Linked DNA regions of Mus musculus: region 1 is linked to region 2. The links are chromatin contacts, called in public promoter capture Hi-C maps. All regions are on one chromosome and are shown on one strand. The core of a region is the stretch at or near the end of the contact, and the rest is flanking DNA. Distances in the headings are between cores, read along the strand shown.

What was found. Promoter capture Hi-C pulls out the DNA fragments that hold promoters and counts their contacts.
Region 1: a promoter capture Hi-C map of embryonic stem cells shows a contact between it and region 2, with 2.3 times the contacts expected there. The contact joins the promoter of St6galnac3 here to the promoter of 1700012D16Rik in region 2. A contact is called at or near these places in 1 of 39 promoter capture datasets (embryonic stem cells) and 1 of 115 datasets of contacts at active chromatin or transcription factors (embryonic stem cells).

Annotation. Positions count from the first base shown.
Region 1 is chr3:153,723,553-153,727,466 of GRCm38.p6, forward strand. It overlaps St6galnac3 (ST6 (alpha-N-acetyl-neuraminyl-2,3-beta-galactosyl-1,3)-N-acetylgalactosaminide alpha-2,6-sialyltransferase 3), which reads right to left and starts at 1,581. Exons shown (of 5, transcript NM_011372.2): 1 at 1,493-1,581. The coding sequence starts at 1,510.
Region 2 is chr3:153,296,445-153,299,959 of GRCm38.p6, forward strand. 1700012D16Rik (RIKEN cDNA 1700012D16 gene) reads right to left here and starts at 2,205. Exons shown (of 2, transcript NR_126464.1): 1 at 2,133-2,205; 2 at 58-563. The region is part of intron 3 of St6galnac3 (ST6 (alpha-N-acetyl-neuraminyl-2,3-beta-galactosyl-1,3)-N-acetylgalactosaminide alpha-2,6-sialyltransferase 3); the gene reads right to left.

The DNA.
Region 1 (3,914 bases), core at 331-2,830, 430 kb after region 2:
ATGAATTTGCTTAATCTTTATTCATCTTGATTCATGGTTAGGGTTTGAAGGCAAGTAAGGAGGGGCTCCTCTGTGTGAGGGATGACAGGTGAGATCTATGTGTGCCCTTGGATCTGCACTAGAGATGCCTCGAGGGATCTGGGGATATAGCCCTGTGACCAGACAGGACCTTGGCATTTGTAAAAGTCCAATCAGCAGCACCACTCCAGAGCAAGCACACTCACACAGACAGAAGATGCATGACAGGGGAAAAACCAATAGAGGAAGACATGACCAACAACAGGACATGGCAGGCGCCTTGATTTCCTTTTAGCAAATGACACAAATAAATAGAGACGATGTGGTGACCTAGTTCCAGTTCCTGTGAGTTCAAGTTGCATTCTGTGATACCAATGGATTATTTCCTCCTAACTTTGCCACCCTTGGGGAAAAAAAAAGAAAAGAAAAGGCGTGGAAAGTGTTCCAAAACAAACGGCAAGCTCAGGAAAGTCACAATAAGGGTCTGCTGCCTCGCTTCATGAGAGGGAAGGATGACTGGTACAACTTCAACAGCAGCCCAAGACTATATTAAGTGCTACGACACACAAGACTGTTCTGTGTGGCCCTTGGTCACACAGCACCTTCTCGGGGCTGGAAACCGAACACCTTAGTTTTCTCTCCGGGATGGGAAACCTTCATGCTGCTCAAGTTTGGATCCACGGAGTCAGACTGGGCAACTGAATAAGGACAGCGAGGAAAAACCAGAACAGGCTAGGGAGTGAACTTTCTCGGTGAGTTGGAAACAAGTCTTCCCAGAAAAGGTCCTCACCAAGTAGGTCCACGCAAAGCCTTCAAGCCTGTGGCTAAGGAGTCACTAAGAACATGGAATGTACCAAGGCTTGAAAGAACTCAGCAAAATAGGGCTGGACTCTGGGTAGATACTGTCTGTTCACATGTGAGCCTAAGGAAGTCCAACATTCTACCTATGTCCATCTAATGAACTTTTCCAACTTAAGTCCCGGCACCTGGAGCTAGTTCCCCAGAAAACTCATCCCTACAGGGCTACCTGTAGACCTAGAAGTTTATGTGTTCCCGGGAGCAAAGGCTGCGGGCTCTCTGCACCCTCTCCTCCTCCTCTCAAACGCTGTGCCCCTCACCCATGCTGGGCCACTCCTTTTCAGCCCATGGCCCCCCACAGGCCGCGGGCTGCCCTGACCCAAGTCTCGGAGCACCCTCTGCTCCGCCTGCTATACCCATCATTCGGCACGCCGCCGCGCGCTCCCTGCCCAGCTCCTTCCAGACAGGAGCCAGCCGGCAGCAGTGCAGGCAAGGAGTCTGTGCCCAACGCACATTACATAGTCTCCCACCCAGATGCCTTGGCCAAAGGAACAAAAAGGAAGCCGACGCCAGGAAGAGACGGGCGGGCTGAGGATGCGGCGGGACCGCGGCGGGCTCCACGCCTCGGCGCACCCAGCAGGCGGAGCTCGCATGCGGCCCACCGCCGAGCTGTTACCTTGAGGATGCAGGCCATGGCGCTATGGATCGACCCTGTGGCTCGCTGCACCTCGGCCCCGCAGCTGGACCACTCCAGCCCACATTCCCGCAGAGCGAGCCGGGCCGCGGGAGCTGCGCGCTCAGGCCCCACCCCCGAGCCCCGCCACTGGCTGGCGCCACACGAGGCCCCGCCCCTAGTCACGTGCCCTCCGTGCAGCCCGCAACTGCTTGCTACTCCACCGCTGCTACTACTTCACCTTTTTTTCCAAACCCTTCTGCAGATGGAGGTATGTAAAGCCCGGCTTGCAGCAGACCCAGATCTGCTTAACCTGAGGACAGAAGGTGGCCCTTCCAGCTGCACTCGCCCATCAGAGAACCCACAGATGTGCCACTTTCCAAAAAGTTAGCTTTGTTTGGCACCATTCCGATGCAGGCATGGGGCCCATCACAGGATTCTTCGAAAGCAGCTGGAAGTGCCCAGGGCTAGCCCTTGGGCACTGCAGAATTCTGTGGTGTGCGTCTCTTGTTATGATTGATCGTCTGTCAACCTGAAAACACAAACAACTAGAGATGCTGAAAGATTGAACACTCTTGGTCTTCAAAAAAGAAGCCACAATCTTCACACAATGTGACATTGTGCACAGCATGTGTAGCATATGGGCACATAAACATATGCAGCTGTGACTGTTGTATTCTGTTGCAAGTTCGTAAAATGCTTATGTACACAATGTATAAAGATAATGTTCATGTGTGTACACCTATGTACAGAGTATGATGCACAGGACTTTGCTACTCACTACTACTATCTTGGAATTTAGAGAACTCAGTTAAAATTTCAACAACCAAGTTACATATTAGCTTTTCCTCTTAAGTCTGGACATCTAGGAAGGTCCTGACCTCCACCATGAACTGTCCTGTGTTAAAGAGCAGTGCAGATTTACCCAAGAGGTGACATGGGCAAACTGGAACCTGGTCCTCTCTGGGTCCTTAATGGACTCTGTGTGTCCCAAACCAGACCTGCTAAGAGAACAATCATTTCTACAAGAAGAGGTTATGCCCAGAGAGAGGAAAGGTCTGTAGATACACAAATTCCTGCTGTCTAGAAGTCACACAAGTCTTTAAATTACTCCCCAAAACATCTACCTTAAAGTCATCTCCCTCGCAGATTAGCTGGCCTGCACAGCATCAGGGAAAGCATGTGATCTGAGAGTGACCGAGGGTCATGAGATGGCTCCCACACCAACAGACAGGAATTGCTCAGGACATTCAACAGGAGAAATCACAGGGAAGATACTGAAAAGACTAGAGTCCTATTCAAACTGCCTGTTCCCAGGCAAGCTCTGTCTGTCTCCAGGGTGACTAAACTCTTCTCTGTTGCCACTTCCTCCCACCCCTCCCTCTGCCTTCAAGGCACATGTATTTTATAAGTATGGTTTGGTAAAGATCGCATACTTCAAACTGCAGCTTTAATAAATGGTCTTAGCAGGTGTACTGGCTAGTTTCATGTCAACTTGACACAAACTAGACTCGCTGGAGAGACGGGAGACTCAACTGAAAAGCAAATGACTCCAGAAGAAGTAGGCTGTAGGAAAACCTGTAGGGCATGTTCTTATTTAGTGATTTATGTGGAGGGCCAGCCCATTGTGGGTGGGACCACCCCGGGCTGGTGGTCCTGGGTTCTATAAGAAAGCAGACCTAGCAAGCCATGAGGAGCAAGCTAGTAAGCAACACCCCTTCAAGGCATCTGCATCAGCCCCTGCCCCCAGGTTCCTGTCCTCTCCTCAAGTTGCTTTCAGGCATGGTGTTCCATCATAGCAAGAGTAACCTTAAGTGGGACAGCAGGCCAGGAAAACTCAGCACACTTGTTTATTTCTTTGCAGCAGGACACTCATGTCACCAGGTGAACAACTTCTACCAAGTGGCCCCGAAGGTTGTCCCCAAGCTTGGGTTGTCAGGCTTGGGACAAGTGTCTTTGCACACTTGTTATCTCCTAGACCCCACATTCATTCATTCATTCATCCATTCATTCATTCATTCATTCATTCATTCATGTCAGTTTTTATTAATCTGATTAGCTGAAGGGAAAAATCTTTAAGTTTCTATAGGACCTGTCAGCAATAAGAGATTGGTTTCTGTGATCTGTGATCTCAGGACAAGATCCTAAATCACAGTAAAGAGGAAAAGATAAGAGACACATAACACAGTAGAGGCCTTCCCCACCAGGGAGCAAGCTGCTAACAATGAAGAAACATCAGCATACACACAAGGTACCATTGTATGGGTTAAATAGGCTATATTTAGGAATATATGTATATACATATATGCATGTAACAACAATTAGGTTTCAAAAAGAGGTCATGAATTTGAAGAACAGGGAGAAGTATATAGGAAGGTATGGAGGGAGGAAGGAGAAAAGATAAATTTTGCAATTATCATCTCAA
Region 2 (3,515 bases), core at 955-3,454:
GGGCCAGCCCGTCAGAGCACGTTCCCAGCAGAGCCTTGCATTGCAGCACATAGGTTATTACATCAAATTATTTACTGAGCTCCAGATGTTTCGGATCCCGACCTTCCCTGAGTAAGTGGCTGTCCAAGACAGGCACTCGTGTCCAAACAATGCAGCCGGCACTTAACTGGAGGCTTCCGCAGCTGTCGAATGTTCTCCGGTGATCTGAAATCGCTTTTCATCTCTGTCACAATCACACACAAATGGGGCATTTCCTCTCTGTGTTGTGATTAAAAACTCAAAAGAACTTCTGAAATCATTACCAACTTTTCTGGGGCTGAGTTGTTCTCCCGAGCAGCAAGCTGATTGTCACATTATCGGCATTTGGAAAATGGCAGCATTCCAGACGTGCCCACGGAAAGCAAGACTGGGACATCACAATGGAAGCAGCGGAAAGGAGGGTAGGGGCGAGGCCCAGATGGCGGCATTTCCCATCAGACATCGGTGCCTCTCAGGGCTGCCACATGCAACTGCAACCCTTTAATTGGATTGTGGCATTCCATTAATATCGAGGACCGCTGTCCCTAATGAGCAAGCAAACAGGAGGTAGCTTATCACCACGCCTCTCATGTCTAACCTGCCTATCTACTAAGTGGGTATTATTAGGAAAGAATTAATTGCATTCCTGTGCGTACCGCTGAGTCTGAGTACACTCGGTTCTTAGGGACATGATTACTTGAAATAGCTGATCATTTCAATTGACTACTGAGAGTAGCTACCAACCATTAGATAAAAATGGTGTGCAGTGTGTGTGTGTGTGTGTGTGTCCGTCCCAGACAAGGGAGATGCGTTTGATATTTGTACAACTCATGTTAGAAGACACAGTAGCCCCAGCTTTTGCCTGCCACAGGTAATCCCCTAAATTAGGATGTAAATAGTGGAAGTAATCTTTTCATAGCAGGGCCTGCATATTGAGCACTTGTGTCACACTGGAACCTGGTATCAGTCTTGTGGCACTGCTCACAGCTTGGATGTGACAATGTAGGAGAACATTGGCTTGTCTCTGAGAGCATAATGTTATATGTTCTAGATTCACACTTGACAGAGAACAGAGAGCCCAGCCATCCTTCCAGCTTGCCCTTCCAGCTTGGACATGTTTGTTAGCTTTTGCCAATCTGACACAAACTAAAGACACCCAAGAAGCAGGAACCTTGACTGAGGACTTGCTTCCGTTAGACCGGCATGAAAGTAGAACATTTTCTTTCTTGTTAGATAATGAGGAGTGCCCAGCCCACTGTGGGCATTGCCACTACAGGCAGTAGGTCTGGGTTGTGCTAAAAAAATGCAGCTAAGCAAGCCATGGAAAGCAAGCTGAGAACCAGCTTTCCTCCACGGCTGGTGCTTCAGTTCCTGCCCTGGTGTGTGATGTGGAAATGAAAGCCAAGTAAATCCTTTTCTCCCCCAAGTTGGGTTGCTTAGTGCTTTACCACAGCAACAAAGGCAGTGAGAACACTGAGTGTGTTGACGGCTCCAGGATGAAGGCGTCCGTATCTAAGCACAAGGCTAGGTCATTCTCTAGGGATTGTTCCTTCTGTCCGTTTGGAGACTTGGGCACAGTGGGGAAATGGCCTATGTCTTCACTTCTGCTTTTGTAGCAGGAATTAGTAAATAGCCTTTAAGCCTGATATTACAAAGTAGTGTTTTGGAATTTCACCCTAAATTTCTGTTATGATAAAACACATAACCATGTACCCCTATGAGATTCACCAAGGCAGTGTGTCCTGAACTGTGCCCTGCCACAGAAGCATTCAGCTGCTCCCCACCCTGGATGGCAGTAGAGATGCTGAGCTTCGTGCCTGCCCCGGGAGGTGTTTAGTGGCCTGATAATTCATTTAGCCATAGGACTTTCAAAAAATATGGTTCATTTTTTTACAAACGTGAAGAGTCTTATGTGGCTAGAGCTGAGGACATCTGTTTACGGGGTAGAGGAAGACAGCCGGAGTGTGGTGAGGGAAGGTTTGAAAGCCTCAGTGGCCTCGGAAAGGGCACATGTCCCCATGAAAAGCTGAGCAGTTAGCCAGACCACAGGCATTCATAGTCGATCGCAGAATAACTTACTACAGACATTCACAGTGGAATGTGAAAAAACTTACAACATGCTTGGAGGAAGACAACAGGGAGATGCTTTAAGGAGAAGTCTATTGCAGCGGGATATCCAGCACTTCTGAACGACAACTTTGACATGCAGGTGAGAGAAAGGACCAGGTGCTTGGGGCGGGGCTCTGAGAAGCAATGTGGCAGTGTGAGGAAATAAAGGGGAACCCAGGAGGGGAGGGAGGGAGGGGAGGGGCCTCTCCCGATGGGATCCACCTATGTCATCTTGCAGCCCTGTTGGAGGAATGGATCAGTACTGACGGCCTCTGACTTGAAGTCACAGGGCAGGACCGACCTTTTCTGTCCCTCCTCTCCATGTTTATTGATTCCTCCTTCTCATCACCCTCTGAGCCCCATAGGTATAATTTTTTTAAATCCCTCCTGCTTCGGTCCATCCTTTCTTCTGGATCCCATGCTTCCATCCTGTGGTTCTTCTGGGTGCACGATGCGTCGTTTTTTTTCCCCCTCTTTCATCTGCATTTCTATATTGACATATTGGTGGCTCCTTCCCAGCTGCCAGCCTTTCTTAAACATCTCTACTCTGTGAACAGCCCACTCTAGAACCCGAACTTCCTAAAGCCACTGTCCCATCTGCTGGGCTCTTCCCTCCCACCTGAAGTTCTCCACTAGGAAGGACTCTGCCCACGCGCTCTCCGCAATCACTTTCTGACGGAACACAGACACCACTGCAGACGCGGATCTATACAAGTGGGACGTCATAGATCTTCAACCTTGAGGTTAAATCTCTATAGGTCCTTGTTCTGAACCCCACTACTTTTCATTTCAGTTTTGATCATGACACCGTTCTGAGCCTCTGCTACTCTGACCTGTGTGAAGTGATGCTGTCTCTGACCGCTTCCTCCCAGAATGCACCTGTGGCTCTCCTTTCTGTGTACTCTCCAGAGCTGGGTCCCTGGATCCATCTTGTTTCTCCTCTCTGGGTTTTAACTATCACTTCTGGGTCTCTACTTTACAGGTCAGAATTTCCTTCTCAGCCCTGTTGTTTGCAGTTCATAGTATTACTTTCATTTATTGTTGGCTACTTCTACTCCATGTCATATAGGAACTTTAAAATGAACACAATGAGAATAATCATACTCTTTGTCTGCATGCCTGTGCATATTATGTGTACTTTACAATGCACATTGTTCAATTAGTACATTATAAACTGGAGGGACACCCATCCTCATACCATCATTCCGCACGTTGGCCTTTCTTAGGTCCTCTTCAAGTCATCCATCTTTAGTCCACTCATCTATTCCTGCCTAAGTTGAAGCTCTTTGCCTGGATCGCAGAAATACTTGACTACCTAATCTACCACCCACAGTCCCTGCTTCAGGGAATGCCGACACCAACACAAGTCCCCACATCTCCAAATCTGA